3 separate regions of the Mus musculus genome follow, and regions 1 and 3 are each linked to region 2. The links are chromatin contacts, called in public ChIA-PET and promoter capture Hi-C maps. All regions are on one chromosome and are shown on one strand. The core of a region is the stretch at or near the end of the contact, and the rest is flanking DNA. Distances in the headings are between cores, read along the strand shown. Region 1 holds the start of Lonrf3 (LON peptidase N-terminal domain and ring finger 3). Region 2 holds the start of Pgrmc1 (progesterone receptor membrane component 1). Region 3 holds the start of Septin6 (septin 6).

The links. Promoter capture Hi-C pulls out the DNA fragments that hold promoters and counts their contacts. ChIA-PET counts read pairs in DNA pulled down with a chosen protein or histone mark.
Region 1: a contact with region 2 is called in a promoter capture Hi-C map of second pharyngeal arch cranial neural crest. The contact joins the promoter of Lonrf3 here to the promoter of Pgrmc1 in region 2. A contact is called at or near these places in 4 of 39 promoter capture datasets (cranial neural crest, hippocampal neurons, liver and 1 more), 2 of 484 Hi-C or Micro-C datasets (embryonic stem cells and liver) and 1 of 115 datasets of contacts at active chromatin or transcription factors (pancreatic cancer cells).
Region 3: a contact with region 2 is called in an RNA polymerase II ChIA-PET map of memory CD8 T cells, with 23 read pairs. The contact joins the promoter of Septin6 here to the promoter of Pgrmc1 in region 2. A contact is called at or near these places in 6 of 39 promoter capture datasets (the 3T3-L1 cell line, the C10 cell line, hippocampal neurons and 3 more) and 2 of 115 datasets of contacts at active chromatin or transcription factors (large pre-B cells and memory CD8 T cells).

Annotation. Positions count from the first base shown.
Region 1 is chrX:36,325,972-36,330,512 of GRCm38.p6, reverse strand. Lonrf3 (LON peptidase N-terminal domain and ring finger 3) reads right to left here and starts at 2,104. Exons shown (of 11, transcript NM_028894.1): 1 at 1,114-2,104. The coding sequence starts at 1,933.
Region 2 is chrX:36,596,469-36,601,023 of GRCm38.p6, reverse strand. It overlaps Pgrmc1 (progesterone receptor membrane component 1), which reads right to left and starts at 2,831. Exons shown (of 3, transcript NM_016783.4): 1 at 2,410-2,831. The coding sequence starts at 2,737.
Region 3 is chrX:36,986,269-36,990,956 of GRCm38.p6, reverse strand. It overlaps Septin6 (septin 6), which reads left to right and starts at 1,262. Exons shown (of 10, transcript NM_019942.5): 1 at 1,262-1,578. The coding sequence starts at 1,549.

The DNA.
Region 1 (4,541 bases), core at 855-3,354, 270 kb after region 2:
ACTCTTGGAGCAGGTTAAACAGAGGCATGGCCCCTTTGTGATCAGTCCCTTGTTGCCTTGGGGGGGGGGGATCCCGAGCAGTTGCCTAGTCCTGCCATTCATTGGGTTAGAGGGGTCAAAGGGTTCGATGTCGGGGAACTGGCTGTCTAACTGCAGCGGGTGGAGGGGGCGGGGCAAGTGCATCTATTTCAGCCAAGGAATCGTGTGATAGGAAACGGTGACAATGAGTCACAGGGCAGCGGGGAGCGAGCCCCCCCCCCCTCCGCCCCCCGCACACGCTCGCGGGATGGTTTCTGAGGCGAGCGTGGCCCACTTCAGTTACCTCAGCGTTACACAATCCCCGCCCGCCCGCCCGCCCGCTTGCCTGCCCGCCCGCCCGCGCGGGGGAGGGGCCGCCGGCCCGGGCTGGCTCGAGGGCCTTATGCAACCAGTGCTCTCCTGACCTAATTCCAGGCGGGACCCACCCCACAGGGAGCCTCGGCCCCGGAAGGGACAACTCCCAGAGGCGGGAGCCACGGACTCAGGCGCCCGCAAGCCACCTCCGGTTGGTAAAAGCCAGGAGGACCGCGCGGGAGTTTGGAAAATAGTGCCAAGTTCTTCTGCTGATAGGGGAGGTACCGGCAGGTGTAAGAGCGAGCTCCAAAGTGTCCAGGAAAGACCGTGAACTAGAGACAGTGACACTGAGCAAGACCGAAACAGCGACAAAACTGAGAAAAAAAATGCGCAAAAAAGAGACGAACGGGATAAACTAAGAAACTGGAACCAGGAGGTATAGGAGCAGGAAAGCAAGCAGGAGAGAGGGAAAGAGCACGAGAAAAGAAAAAAAAAGCTATAGGACCAATCAGAAGACTGAGACACAGCTTTTAAAAAAAAGCTAAAGTAGGGAAGACAAACTCCTTGCAATGCCCCCTCCCTCCTCCTCGTGGGCCACGGGCTCTTCCCTCGCCACCCCACCCCCCAGCCCGCGCGCGCGCGCGCGCGCGCGAAACCAAATCAGTCCGGTCCGTCCCCCCGCCCCCGCCTCCCAGCAGGGATCGCTCCCCCGCCCCCCTCGCGTGGCGAGCAAGCCCGCACGGCCCCTGTGGCGGCGCATGGGGGGTGGGGGGGACTCACCTAGACGAACAGCCTCGTTGTACTTGAGCAGAGCTGCCTCCACCTGGTGCTCGCGGAACAGCCGGTTGCCCTCGTGCCGGAGTTGCGACGCCCGCGCGGGGCCCGGGAACAACTTGCCCAGGAGGCCGCTGAGTACCACGTTAACTCGCAGTTGCAGGGGCGCCGGCTGCCCCGCGCGCCGCGGCCCGCGTGCCCTCCCACTGGCCGCCATCAGAGCGGAGAGCTTGACCCCGCACAGAGCGCAGCGCCGATCGGCGGCTCGCCCGCGCTCCAGGCACAGTTTACAAAAGGTGTGGCCGCACCACAGGGACACCGGGTCTGAGAGAAACCCGTGACACTTCTTGCACTTAAAGCCATCCCATACCTCGGGGGCCACGGCCGCGGCCTCCCCTGCCTCTTTCAGCGCCGCGGCGCAGCAGCTCGAAGTGCCGCTCGAGTCGGAGGCCAGCTCCTCTTGCGGGACACTGTCGGCCAAGCAGCGCACTAGCTGCTCCAGCTGCTCCGCTACGAGCTGCTGCCTCTCGGAGAGCTGTCGGTACACCTCGAGGGCTTCCCGAAGGTGCCCCTCAGATGCCAAGGCATCCGCCTGCGTGAGCAGGACTTTGCACTCCAGCGGTGTCGGGACCGCCAGAGGCAGGCTTTGCTCGGGCTCTTGAGCCCCGAGAGCTTGGGAGCCCTCGGGTGTCACCTCCTCCGGGTGGGCGGCTGACTGCCCTGCGGCCGCTGATGTCCCCGGCTCCTCCGGCTCCGCCAGCTCCAAGTTGTTGCTGCCGAGCTCGGCGGACAAGCTCACCATCTGTGCGGTCTGAAGGGAATCCATTGAGAGAAGGAACTGCGGAGGTTGGAGTGAGGAGAGGCGTCTAGGAACAGGGAACTAGCAGGAAAGAGCGGCGGCTGGGAGCGGGCTGCGCGAGCGAGAAGGCGGGATCGCCGCGCGCGCGAGTCTGCCTCGCCTCCCGAGCTCCATGCCGGCTGCCCCGCGCTGCCTAATAACTGTCTTGTCTCAGCGAAGCGTTATATAAAACGCAACCACGTGACTCCTACCACGCTGCTCATTGGCCGGCAGCGGGGAAATTGTTACAAAACCAGACAGTTTTGTAACAGCTTTGCGCTTGCTTCTTTTGGCTTGGCTTTTCTTGGCTTGTTTTTTGAGGTTGTTTGCATTTACTCTTTCTTTCTCACTTGTGATTTTGGGTCCTTTCTGGACTGGGGAGAGGTACACAACCTCTTCTTCCACGCTTTTCCAGCTCTAAACTCTTTGCCATCCCACCTCAAAAGTAGTCTGCAAACAGGTCCGCTCTGCCAGCCGCTTGTTGGAGTCCCCCCGCCCGAGAGAGGCCGGTCCCTATCGGCTCCAGTCACAGAAGTTGCTGGAATGCCAGGCTCCCCTCCAGGGGGCGATGGCTGATGTCTGCAAAGGCACCTAGGGACACCCAAGAAGTCCTCATTTGTTCCCTAGAAGAGCGTTAAGTGCCCCTGCTGAAGCTCCTGGGTTTCCTGAGGGATTCCCCCAAAAGAGACTTAGTGCAGTTTTAGGAGAGTTCTTTGTTTCTTACCAAGACAGCGAATCATGAGCAAATGGTCCAGCGGATAAAACAAGTTAGGCAGTCCGTGCTGGGCAGCAAGGGAAGAACGCACATCTTATAATCCTATATTAGATTGCTCATTGGGACCCCAGGGAGGCGCCCTCCGGTTCTCCTCCTCTTCCCTCCCACCCCCAACTCAGGGACCAGTGCTGGAGCGGGCACCCCCCTGGAGATTCACTGGCTCCAGGACCCAGAGACCAGATGGGCACCACCTTGAGAGCTGAGTTTGCTGAGTTCGCTGTAAACTCGGGGGGGGGGGCGGGGGGGGAGCGTGAGGGAAGCAGAGGGAAGATACAAGCCCAAGACAGCAAATCCAGAAAAAAAAATCAGAGAATTCAGTCACAGCCCAGCTGCTAAACAGCCTCCAGGTTCACAGAAGCTGACTTCTGGCAGGCCGTGCCTAACCTTAGGGTTTGTGCCCTTGCGCTAGGTTGAACACAAGTTGTAGTGCCTGGCTTGGGCTGAGGAGTGGGGCGGGAAATTCCCAACCAGGCACCCCTTAAAAAAATGCCAGACTGCTCACAAACTACACAAGGATTTGTTTACTGCTGGCCTTTGCATTTCAGACAAGAGCCATGAACAAAATGAACCGGCAGGGTTCTGGAGTACCCCACTTCAGGATAGACTGCTTCAAGAAGGAAGGCTGAGTTCAGTCAGGCTTGCTCTCAATTGTCTTCCTCCTCCCTCCCGCGCCTACAGGTCCTGGAGAGTGCTCAAATTAAGATTCCAAGCTGAGTGTCTCCAAGTTGCCTCCTGCTGTGGTCATTTAGCTGGGGGGTCTTGGGCAATATCATCTAAACCTATTATTTTCACTTCTAAACAAATGTCTGGGATGGTTTTAGCTGGGATTAAGTCTTGTTTCAGAGCTGGAATGATAGACTCTTTGCCAGCATTGAGGTCCTTAATCCAGCCTTAAGCCAACAAACACCAAGATCCTGGAGAATAAGTATAGACAATGTGCAGCACACTTCAGGGCAGCCCCCCCCCCCCCCGGTCAGACAGGACACGGAGGGACAGAGTAGAGAAGGGAGGCAGTTCATAGACTAGAAAGAGAGCAAGAAAAGAAAGGCTCAGGATTCAATCAGGAAGGCAGGAAAACAACACAGGAAAACTTGGTCTAGCTTTGGCTTTGCTGAACAAATCCTTGGGGTCCTAAAGTTTCCTCCAGCCCTAACCTTGAGTATTCTTGATCCTAAAACCAGATTTCAGGCGTTAACTACTGAATCTCAAATAACTATTCCATATTCCATGGCAGGTTTGGGGAGGTGGGGCATGCTTGGGGCTAAAGACTGAATTCAGCAGCAGCTACAGAGGAGCACGGGGCTCCAAAGGCTATCCTCTATCATGATTCTGAAGCTAGGGAGCCCATCAGGAGACTGACCAGGAGATGGAGGAGGTGGAGAAAAGTCAGTAGAGAAGAAGCTGCAGTTTCTGGTGGCTTGCTATCTGGAGCTGGGACAATCATTTCACTCCTTAGTTTACTCTGCTATCAAATGGAATTCCCAGAACTAGTTATATGTCTACCACTTCTGATACCTATAAAGAAGGACAATCTGCAGGGCATGAAGAGATTCATTTGAAAGGACCATGACACCGGTAACAAGAAACCTCTTAATTTAAAAGCATCATCCCTTTGACATCTCCAAAACATTATCCCAAATTGTCTTCCAAATGCAGTGGTGAGGATGTGCCTTGCTTCTTAAACCACTCTGTTTAATACACTCCTTAAATTTATCCCTCTGTAACCTACAGGTCATGGGGAAACAAGAATGTCAGGCTGGGCAGATGGTCACAGTCCTGCCTGCATGAGGAAGGATGTGCTTTCAAGGCCTCTTCTGGACA
Region 2 (4,555 bases), core at 1,582-4,081:
AGTGTGGTTATCTGAAACTTTAGTCGACCAAACTGTTTTTCTTTCTAACATATTAAGATCCATTTTTTGTAGGACTGGGGCTTTGCATATTCTAGGAAAGCACCCTAGTGCTGAGATATACTTCAAACCCTTAGGATCATCTTGTAAATGCAACTAAGATTCTAAAATAGGGGTTGGTTTCAGTCCTCATTGCATGCTGCCACTAGAGAAGGTTTAAAAAGAACAAAATTCATATGCTTTTCACAAAATATATACTGCTAATGGAAATAGTATCACCTAGTGCTTGGAAACAAAGTCAAAGTCTTGGTTTGGACTCTTACCATTTTAGAAATTACAGTCCCTGGACTGGTAATGCATACTTAAACAAGATCTAAGGCAAATATTAATAGTCTTTGGAGAGTATATTTTGTTCACTACAAAGCATATTAACTAGATGCTTGGTGAGCAGAGCTTTGTGTTTTTCACTCACTGCTACTCGCTAGCATCTACGACTGTGCTGTACAGAGTACTAGACACTCAAATGGCTTCACTTCTAAGAGTACTCTGTAACAGAAAATATTTCCACTATGATACTATCAGTGTTCCTTGGCCTCCTCACACTGGGGGCGTGCTTGTCTTTTTATGTTCCCAGAGGGAAAACTAAGGCCTTGAGACCATAGGGCGTTGCACCAGATCACACAGCTGGTCAGGGACAACAGCGAGGCTAGAATGTAGAGTGCAGGTTGACTCCTAGTTGTAGCTGTTCCAGTACACACATCGATATCCGGCAGGATGACTCTGCAAACTGTAACCTACCTGGTTAGAATGGAGACAGCTTGACTCCAGCTGTGCTCTCTGAAAGCACGGAGGATCCCCATGTGATGACTTTGCAAATACAACCAGATGACGAGGCCTCGTGCATTTGTGTTGATTACCTTATGGTTTAGCTTAATAATTATGGGTAATTACACCATTGTTTATGGATAATGTGTGACTACAGTGACAAACAATATGTAGTTTTCCTATTATTTTGCAGTCACATGCCTACAGAACGTAATTTTCTAAAATGTCTGAAAGCAGAAAGGAAGAGTGAGAGTTCACTAAAAAGCCTTTGGCACATGTGCTTTTGATTGGCTGGACTCTGAGACGTAACAGAGTGGGTATGTCTGGTTTGGATTAGTGCTGGCTAGTCTTCCCTCTCAGACCAATGAGCATGTGAACATACCCACCCCCCAGCCCCGAGTTCCTGGTGCTTAGAGGAATCCATATTGGGAGAGCTAAAGCCTCTTCTTCCTCTCTAAATGTTCTAGAAAGCAGGGCTTTCTAAATCTGGCTGATTCCCCATTTCCCTACAGCAGAGGAGTAAAATGTAGATCTTTTTAGCCCTCTCCCCTGCCCCAGAGATCTAAGTGTGGCTATGGATGGTCAGGCCAAGAATCTGTATTTTTCATAAGCATCAGGTGATTGTGATAGGCAATCCAGTTTGGAAAAGCCTCATTTCTGGGGAGTTGTCCATCTCTTGTTTTCCCCTTGGTTGGCTTTTCCTGAAATCCCCCCACCCATCGGGCTTCACAGCCTTACCCTATTGTTTCTCAGGACCCTTCCACTCCTCCCTCCCACCCCCGTTTCATTTCATTTTATTTTTTCCACCTCCCAGTCTCCCCACTCTATCATACACTAAATATGGTGTTTCTGACCATCTCACCATGTTACCATAGTCCACCACACACTGCTCTTAATGCATCCAACCAAGCTTGGTCGCTTATTCATCATCCAGCCTGAGTCCACCCCACTCTGCACGCACATACACATACCAAAGACATACCTAACACATGTCACATTCCAAGCGCCACCCCCCAGACAAACGGTGTACACCAAACACACATTCACTGCGCATGCACACAGTGTACACACACACACACACACACACACACACACACACACATTCTCCGCCAGGAACAATGCTGCTTTACCTGACACTAATCCCCTTCTCCACTTTCTCTCTTTACACACCCTTACATTCCACCATGGCTCCTCCGGCGTCATCGGCCTCCACGTCTTCTCAAGTGTCTGGGCCTCTCTGGAGACACCTTCATTTTTTCCCCTCAAATCCGAAGTCTCCCCCTCTTTTCAGGACCCCCGCCCCAAAGCCCACTACCTTCGAAAAGTTCCCTAATATCCCGGGGCTTCGGACCTCGCTGTCCCTCCCACCCGCGGTTTCCAAGGCTCAGCCTCATTCGGGCATCCCATCCCCCCGTACGCACCCCCACCCACCCAGAGCCTCGTGCCCCCGGCCCGCTCCCATTGCTGCCCGCCTTCCCTCCGACCCTCCCACGGGGGCGCCCCACCTCCCCCGGCCTCTCTCCCGCCCCGCTTCCACGCCAGGGTCCCCTCTTTTGTCTCCACGACCCCCTGGCCCTGCCTCCGTACCAGGCCCGTAGAACTTGCGGCCTTTGGTCACGTCGAACACCTTGCCGTTGATGGCCATGAGAATGCGCGGGTCCTGGACGCCATCGAAACGCCTCAGCTCGGCAGGGGTGAAGTCGCGCCGCTTGAGGCGGGGCAGCGGGGGTGGTTCGTCGTCGTCGTTGTCGCCACTGGCACCGGGCTGGTCCCCGCGAACGATCTTGTAGAGCAGGAAGATGCAGAGGCCCAGGAGGAGCAGGTTGAGAGGAGACGTGAAAATCTCGTGCAGCAGCCCGCCGCCCTCTAGCTCGCTCGGGTCGGCGCCAGTCGCCACCACATCCTCGGCAGCCATGATCTCTGGAGCAAAGGTTGGGCCCGGCTAGGCAGAGCTCCGGAACAGTCCGCTTCCTCCGCCCTCCCAGCGAACAGTGGCGCGCAGCGTTCTTTGACAGAGGAAGAAAAGCTCGGGAGGGGCGGGGCTCCGGGGGCGGAGCCTATAAGCCCCCGCCCTTCGCGGCCACCTAAGCGCCCCGCCCTGCTCGGGCTGGCTCGGGCAAGCTGGGCCTGGTTCGGCCTCTGCTTCGGGCCCCCTATGTAGCCTCGGGGGTCTTGGTCTTTCTCCCTCAACCGCTCCGTCAACCAGGGCCACCGAGCCCAGCCCACCTCTCTGTTCTACCTGCTGGGCCTCTGCCCCGGTTTCCGGGCACCCTCAGATCATAGTGCAGCTCGCAGACACACAGCTCAGTCTCTTGGGTACAGTGGGTAGCTTCCCGCTGACCCTGTGGGGAAGCCTTGACTTTAGGGCCCGCTCCTCGCGGCAAATGACGTCAGTTAAAATGAGGTCGCATTTCTCTTGCTTCGCTTCTATTTTAAAGCCCCTTATACTCTCTCCCCTGGGCCATACCCTTAGAGCCAGGTAGCTGTTTTGGGATACTCTAATATCATGCCTTCAACTCCTTTTCACCTTACAGTCCTAGACTATTCGAACATCCATTTTGGGATGGTTCGCCTCCAATTCTTGCCCAAAAGCTGTGGGACTAACACCCAAAGGACAGCCAGTCAGGTAACAGGCCTGTCAATTCTATAAAATCTGGAGCTCAGATCGCCAGATTTTGCGTTTGTTCTTAAAGTTTTTTTTTTTCTTTTTGAAATCATCAATTATGCTTAGTCACAAGGCACCAGTAATCAACAACTGACATTCTGTTGTTGAGCCTTTTTTTTCTATAGAAATACCAGAATAATGTTCAAAGTTCCGTTGCTTGACAGCATTCTTCTATTTGAAGTCTGTGGAAACTACCCTTGGCAGTCACTGTAACCCTGAGCACAGCCCCTGATAAACGCTGGAGTTTGGAAGGATCCTAGATTTTATCTTTTTAGATTCCCAGGCTTCTGGTGTGCAAACAGGCTGCACGGGAGCAGGCCTCTATGGAACAAGGATTGTGCCTATTTTTCAGAGACCTAATCTGGCTGCCCCCCCCCTTAAATTGTAATTGGGAAACGGTAACATAAGAAAAAGGAGAATAATTAAAACCAAGCCATGCACACATCTGCAGAGCAGGGCACGACTTTTCCATACAATCCTGTTTGTACACCACTTACATGCAAGAGATTTGTGCAGAGAATTGGCTAAATTCTGAAAACTTTTGGCAAACACTGCTGTAATCCCTGCCCCCCCCCATCTTCTTAAAGTGTAATGAGTCAAACACTCTTTATATCCAGCCCACACATTTTTTCCCCCAGAGCTAAATTTAGGATTAGCTAAACCGGCCCCTCCAGATCTTTTGTCAAAACTCTTCAACTTAATCATCATGAAACAAGCTCAAACTGAGAGCACTCAGCTCCGGTTAGAATCCAGTTATCCCTTTCACAGAGTACTGTGAGCAGCAAAGATATTTCTTAAAAAATAACAAACTTGTGAAAAATGTTTTCATTTGAAACTAATATGGCCAAAAAAAAAAAAAAAAAAAGGGGGCTGGTGAGATGGCTCAGCGGTTAAGAGTGCCGACTGCTCTTCCAAAGGTCATGAGTTCAAATCCCAGCAACCACATGGTGGCTCATAACCATCTGTAATGAAATCTGATGCCCTCTTCTGGTGTGTCTGAAGACAGCTACAGTGTACTTACATATAATAAATAAATAAATATTTAAAAAAAAAAAAAAAAAAAAAGAA
Region 3 (4,688 bases), core at 13-2,512, 390 kb before region 2:
TTGTGCTCAGGATGTAGAGGTTACTTGAAGAGTCCCCGAGAGAACACGAGAAGCATTCACTGCTGGGTGCAGTGCAGGACCAGGGCAGTTCTATTGTAGACACTTTGGTTCCCTGCTTCTGCTCTCCCTATACTTTCTAGGCCTGGTCTTTGTGTGAGATCCCTCTCCCTGGTTCTTTCTTGTTTTCTGCTGTCCCCTCCTCAGGAGAGAGACCTAAGATCCTATCGTTCTGAAGTGGGGGCCTCCTGGGCCTTTGAGAAACCATATCTCACCAAGTTCATCAATCATACGGAGCCAACAAAAAAGCCAATCCCAAGACAGAGAGAGAGAGAAGAGGAGAGGGGTGGACTCCAAGGCTAGGGAGGTGGGAAGCATGCCAGGAAGAGGGCCACCAATGGCAGTTGTCTGGGAGGAAAAGGAGAGCAGGCAGGCATCTTTCTAGCCTTTGGATGTTATGAGCTGTCCCAGGTCAGCCATATGGTCCTGGGATGAATAAGTATTGAGGAACGATTGGAACTGGACAGAATGATTACCCCTCCTGTATCTGCATCTGCCTCAACAGAGCTAGAGACCTTCAGTTCCCATTCTTAGACTCCCTTCTGGCTTCTAACCTAAAAGGTGGGATGTTCTGCATCCCTGTTCGCCCTGTTCATACTGAGAGGAGGGACCAGAGTGGGACCAGTGACGTCAGTTTCTATTTGGTACAGTAGTGGAGAGCTGGGCTCCTACTGCACCTCAGGACAGGAGCGATGTCCTCCACAAGTCCCAGCTCAGTTGTGGGGCTGCACTGCAGCTCCCCAGTTAATGCTCCATTTCTAAGCTGTAATGTGGTGGCGCTGCAGGTGCTGCAACCCCTGTCCTGCCACCGCCCCTCCCCAACCCAAGGAGATAACAGGATTAGTTAGGGTAGACTACGGGAAAGCACTGACACTCCAGAGACCAATGCTCCCACCCAGGCACCCAGGGTTCTCAGTTGGGAGCACAAGAGGTTATGGGGGCTGGGAAAAGAAAGCGGACTGCAGATCTCAGCCTAGGAGCAAAGAGTAGGAGGGGGAGGAGCCAGGACACCCTTCCAGCCTCAGGTCTGGGGGCTCAGGGATGTAAAGGAAAACAGGGTGTGTGTGTGTGTGTGTGTGTGTGTGTGTGTGTGTGTGTGTGTGACAATTCAGCAGAGGTCGGGACGTACCACGGAGCCCAGTAGCGGCAGGGAGGGGGGGGGGCGGAGGACGTGGTCACCGAGGGGAGCCCCCGCCCCCTTCACAGAGGCCGAGACTCGGGTTGCAGAGAGAACTGGAACTGGGCTCGCCCTAGGGGAAGGCAGCGCGGCCAATCCGTCCCCTCCCCACACCTACTCTGAGGGGGTGGGTGATAGAGGAGAGGTTGGGGTTGGAGCAGCGGTGAGGGGGCCCCTCCCTGGCACCTCCCTCCACCAGACTTGGTCGCGCCCGAAGTGTAACACTTTCTCTTTGTCGGAGGAGCTCTTCTGTTTCCTGTGCAGCAGCTCCCGTTGCGGAGGCACCCGAAGCAGCCCTGGCGGACCAAGGAGCGATGGCAGCGGCCGATATAGCTCGCCAGGTGGTGAGTGTAGGGCTTGGATACCAGTCCCCGGGCTAGGGGTTGAGGGTGTGGGGCTGGGGACGGCCGAGCAGACTTGGTTGCGGCTCGACTACCACCACTACCACGAGGAGGGCAATGGGGTAGCATCCAGGAGCAAAGAGGCAAGGCGGGACTTTTTGCTCCTGGGGTCAGCGGCTCAGTCTACTCTCCCCGCAGCATGTCCTGGAGACCTGTGTTGGCGGGAGGGTGGGGGGGCGGGAGGGTTGGAGAAGCATACTGGCGGGCAGCTGAACTTGCATCGCCGGAGAGAGCTGCAGTGAGCGCCTCCGCCTCCCTTGCTGCAGCTGCGGCCCCGCCGCTGGGGCGTTGCCGAATGAATGGCAGCATGGGTCTGGAGCCCTCCGGGGCCCCTGTCCTCTTAGCTTGGGAGCGCCCCTGCCACAGCTGCCTGCTGGGACTCCAGCTTGCTCAGATAGAGGGGCGCGGAGCTGGGGGGTAGCCCGGGACCTAAGGCAGAGTGTGGTGAGGGGGGCGGGGAGGTGACTAGCTGGAGTAGGGTTTCTCCATATGCATTATATACGTGACTGCGTCTGTATGGGTATCAGCGTGTGCGCATATATGTGCATGCGCGCCCTCCTGCCTTCCCCGTGGCAGGGTTATGTGACCCTAAATGAGTTGGCCTGTTTCTGTGTGCTCACCTCTACGGTGTGTGTCCCTGTGTTCCAATGCTGTGTCCACTTGTGCTGTGTCCCACGGGGTCCCATTTGTGTATCTGTGGAAGGGAGGGAGGGATGCAGTTTATCCCAGCCTGTAGGTGGCTGGTTGGGTATTTTGGCACGTTCCTGGACGGTTCCCTGAGCGTCGGTCTTGGGTTCAGTGTACATGGGTTTATATGCTAAAACCTGTGGCGCTAACATCTTTCTGTAGAGACCAACGAGAACAGTGTGAGACTTGCAGAAGCAGTGTTCTCTCTTTCGGTAGCGATCAACTCTGGAGGAAAAAAAAAATCATCTTAAAAAACTAAAGTTTTCCAGCCTGGGATGTGCAGAGAAATCATACCCAGGAACCCGAGGTTCCATGTTTGTTTGTTTTAGGTCTGAAGTTTGCTTACAAAGATGAAAAGTGGTGACAATTCCACCAGCGCATCAGCACAATAAGCTGAAGCAGAATGAGGTAGAAGGCAGCCAGGCATAGCCCACTACCCCAAATACTGCTGGATGAAAAATGATAACCCTGTAACCTCCCATTTATGAACAGCCTGTGCAATGAGACTCCTGTGCAAAAGGAGGGGGTGGGGAGCAGCCTCTGGGGAGTTGGTGTAATTGCAATTGATTTGTTGTCTAAATCTGAGTCTCCAATCTGATAGCATTTTCTCTACAGATAAAGAAGTTTATTCCATTTCCTGTCTGGCTTTGGAAGGACGGGGTGGTTTATTCGAAACCTAATCCACCCCGTGTACAGCCCAGCCTTATGCAGCCATGGTGTAGAAGGTAGAGGCAGTTGTGAGACGCTGCTTGACAATGATGGAATTTGAGAGATTTCTCAAGATTGATGCTGTGATATTTGTTGCTTCTAGTGTTTTGAGGACAACCAGGGTGACTTTCTTATCTGCATTCTAAAGATGCTATAGTTTTAAGAAGATGAATCCATCTCCTGGCTTATACTTGCTCTATCCTTAGTGACAAAAACAAAAAACCCACAACACTATAATGATTTTTTTTCTTGCTTTAATGAATTTGCATTGACCTGCCCTCACCTCACCAGTCTCCCTTGCCTGGATTAGGATTGCAAGGCTGATGATGGTGAGGGAGAAGATTCCAGAAGGTTGCTTCACCTTAGGCACAACTCCAACAATCCAGAGATCACCTTTGTTCTGCAGATGGGGAGGGCAGCAAGGGGGTGGTTTGGGGGTGTCCCTTGATTTTGCTTTGGGGTGGCTCCACTTTGCTCTGGCTGGCCTTACCACATTGTAAACTGAAAAACATAATTGTATGGCAAATTCTGGAGCAGACCGAGCATTTGAGACTTTGTTATCATGATAAGTGGGTCTCTGGGAAAACTGACGTCACTCTCCATGCTTCCCTCCCTCAAGCCAGCGAAGCTCTTATTTATGTGTCATTTGTCTCTCTGCTTTCCTTTGTGTCTGCAAAAAGTTGTAATTCACCAGGGGAAGCTGGAATTAACTCAAGAGTCTTTGGGTGGCTCGTTGCTTCTGGTTTCTTCAAAGGAGCATGTGTCTAGGGCTTGGGAAGAGAAGACCAGCGAGCCAGGCTATGTGTGGCAAATTTAGAAGTTCTTCTTAGTAAATTCTGAGGCATGGTGAGAGACTGTCTTGGTATGTGTGTTTCAGCGTCTTCACGGATTCCCTGGAGGGTCACTGCCATCAAACATTGTTAGTGGTAAACCTGGCACGGCAGTTGTTGGGCAGGGCCTACATTTGGCCCTTTGGAAATTTGTAATTCAGTTGCATCTCATCTGAATGAACTCCAGAAATGATTCTGCATGAGAGCCCTATGCAAAGTGTACTTGTTTGACTGATGTGAATAGTACTATACAACCAGCCCTTGTCAACCATACCAAAAAAAAAGTAGCATACATGGCTTTCAAGGTTCTAGCCTAGTTGGAGACACACATTGTGGATACTGAGGTAATTAAAGAACTAATAAAAAGTTCCCTGGGGTGTGTCCCACCTATGAGGTGACTTGAACTGTCATTGTTCTGTATTTTGAGAGGTTACGTGCCTGACTCGTTCAGGGTGACCTAGGAGGGCACAGTACAGTCAACTAAAAGCTCTATCTCTTGGCTCAATGTTGCAGTTTTAGTTCAGACTGTAAGTACTGTGCTTTGGAAATCACTAGGCTTGAACAGATCGTACCCACAATGAGAACAGTGTTGCTTTTACCAGTTACAATCAGGCCACTGCCCCTAATGAGCCATCTTGCAAGGACAGCAAGAGTTGCCATAAGCCAGGGTTGTCCTGGAGCAGCTGGCCTCCAGTTGCCACCTGCCATTGAGAAGAAGACTGCTTCTGCATTCTGGTCTTACAATTAGTGATAATTATCTAATACATCTGTTTGTTTGTTTGAGTTGAGACAGACTTTTACCTGTCAGCTATGGTTCCCCTAGAACCC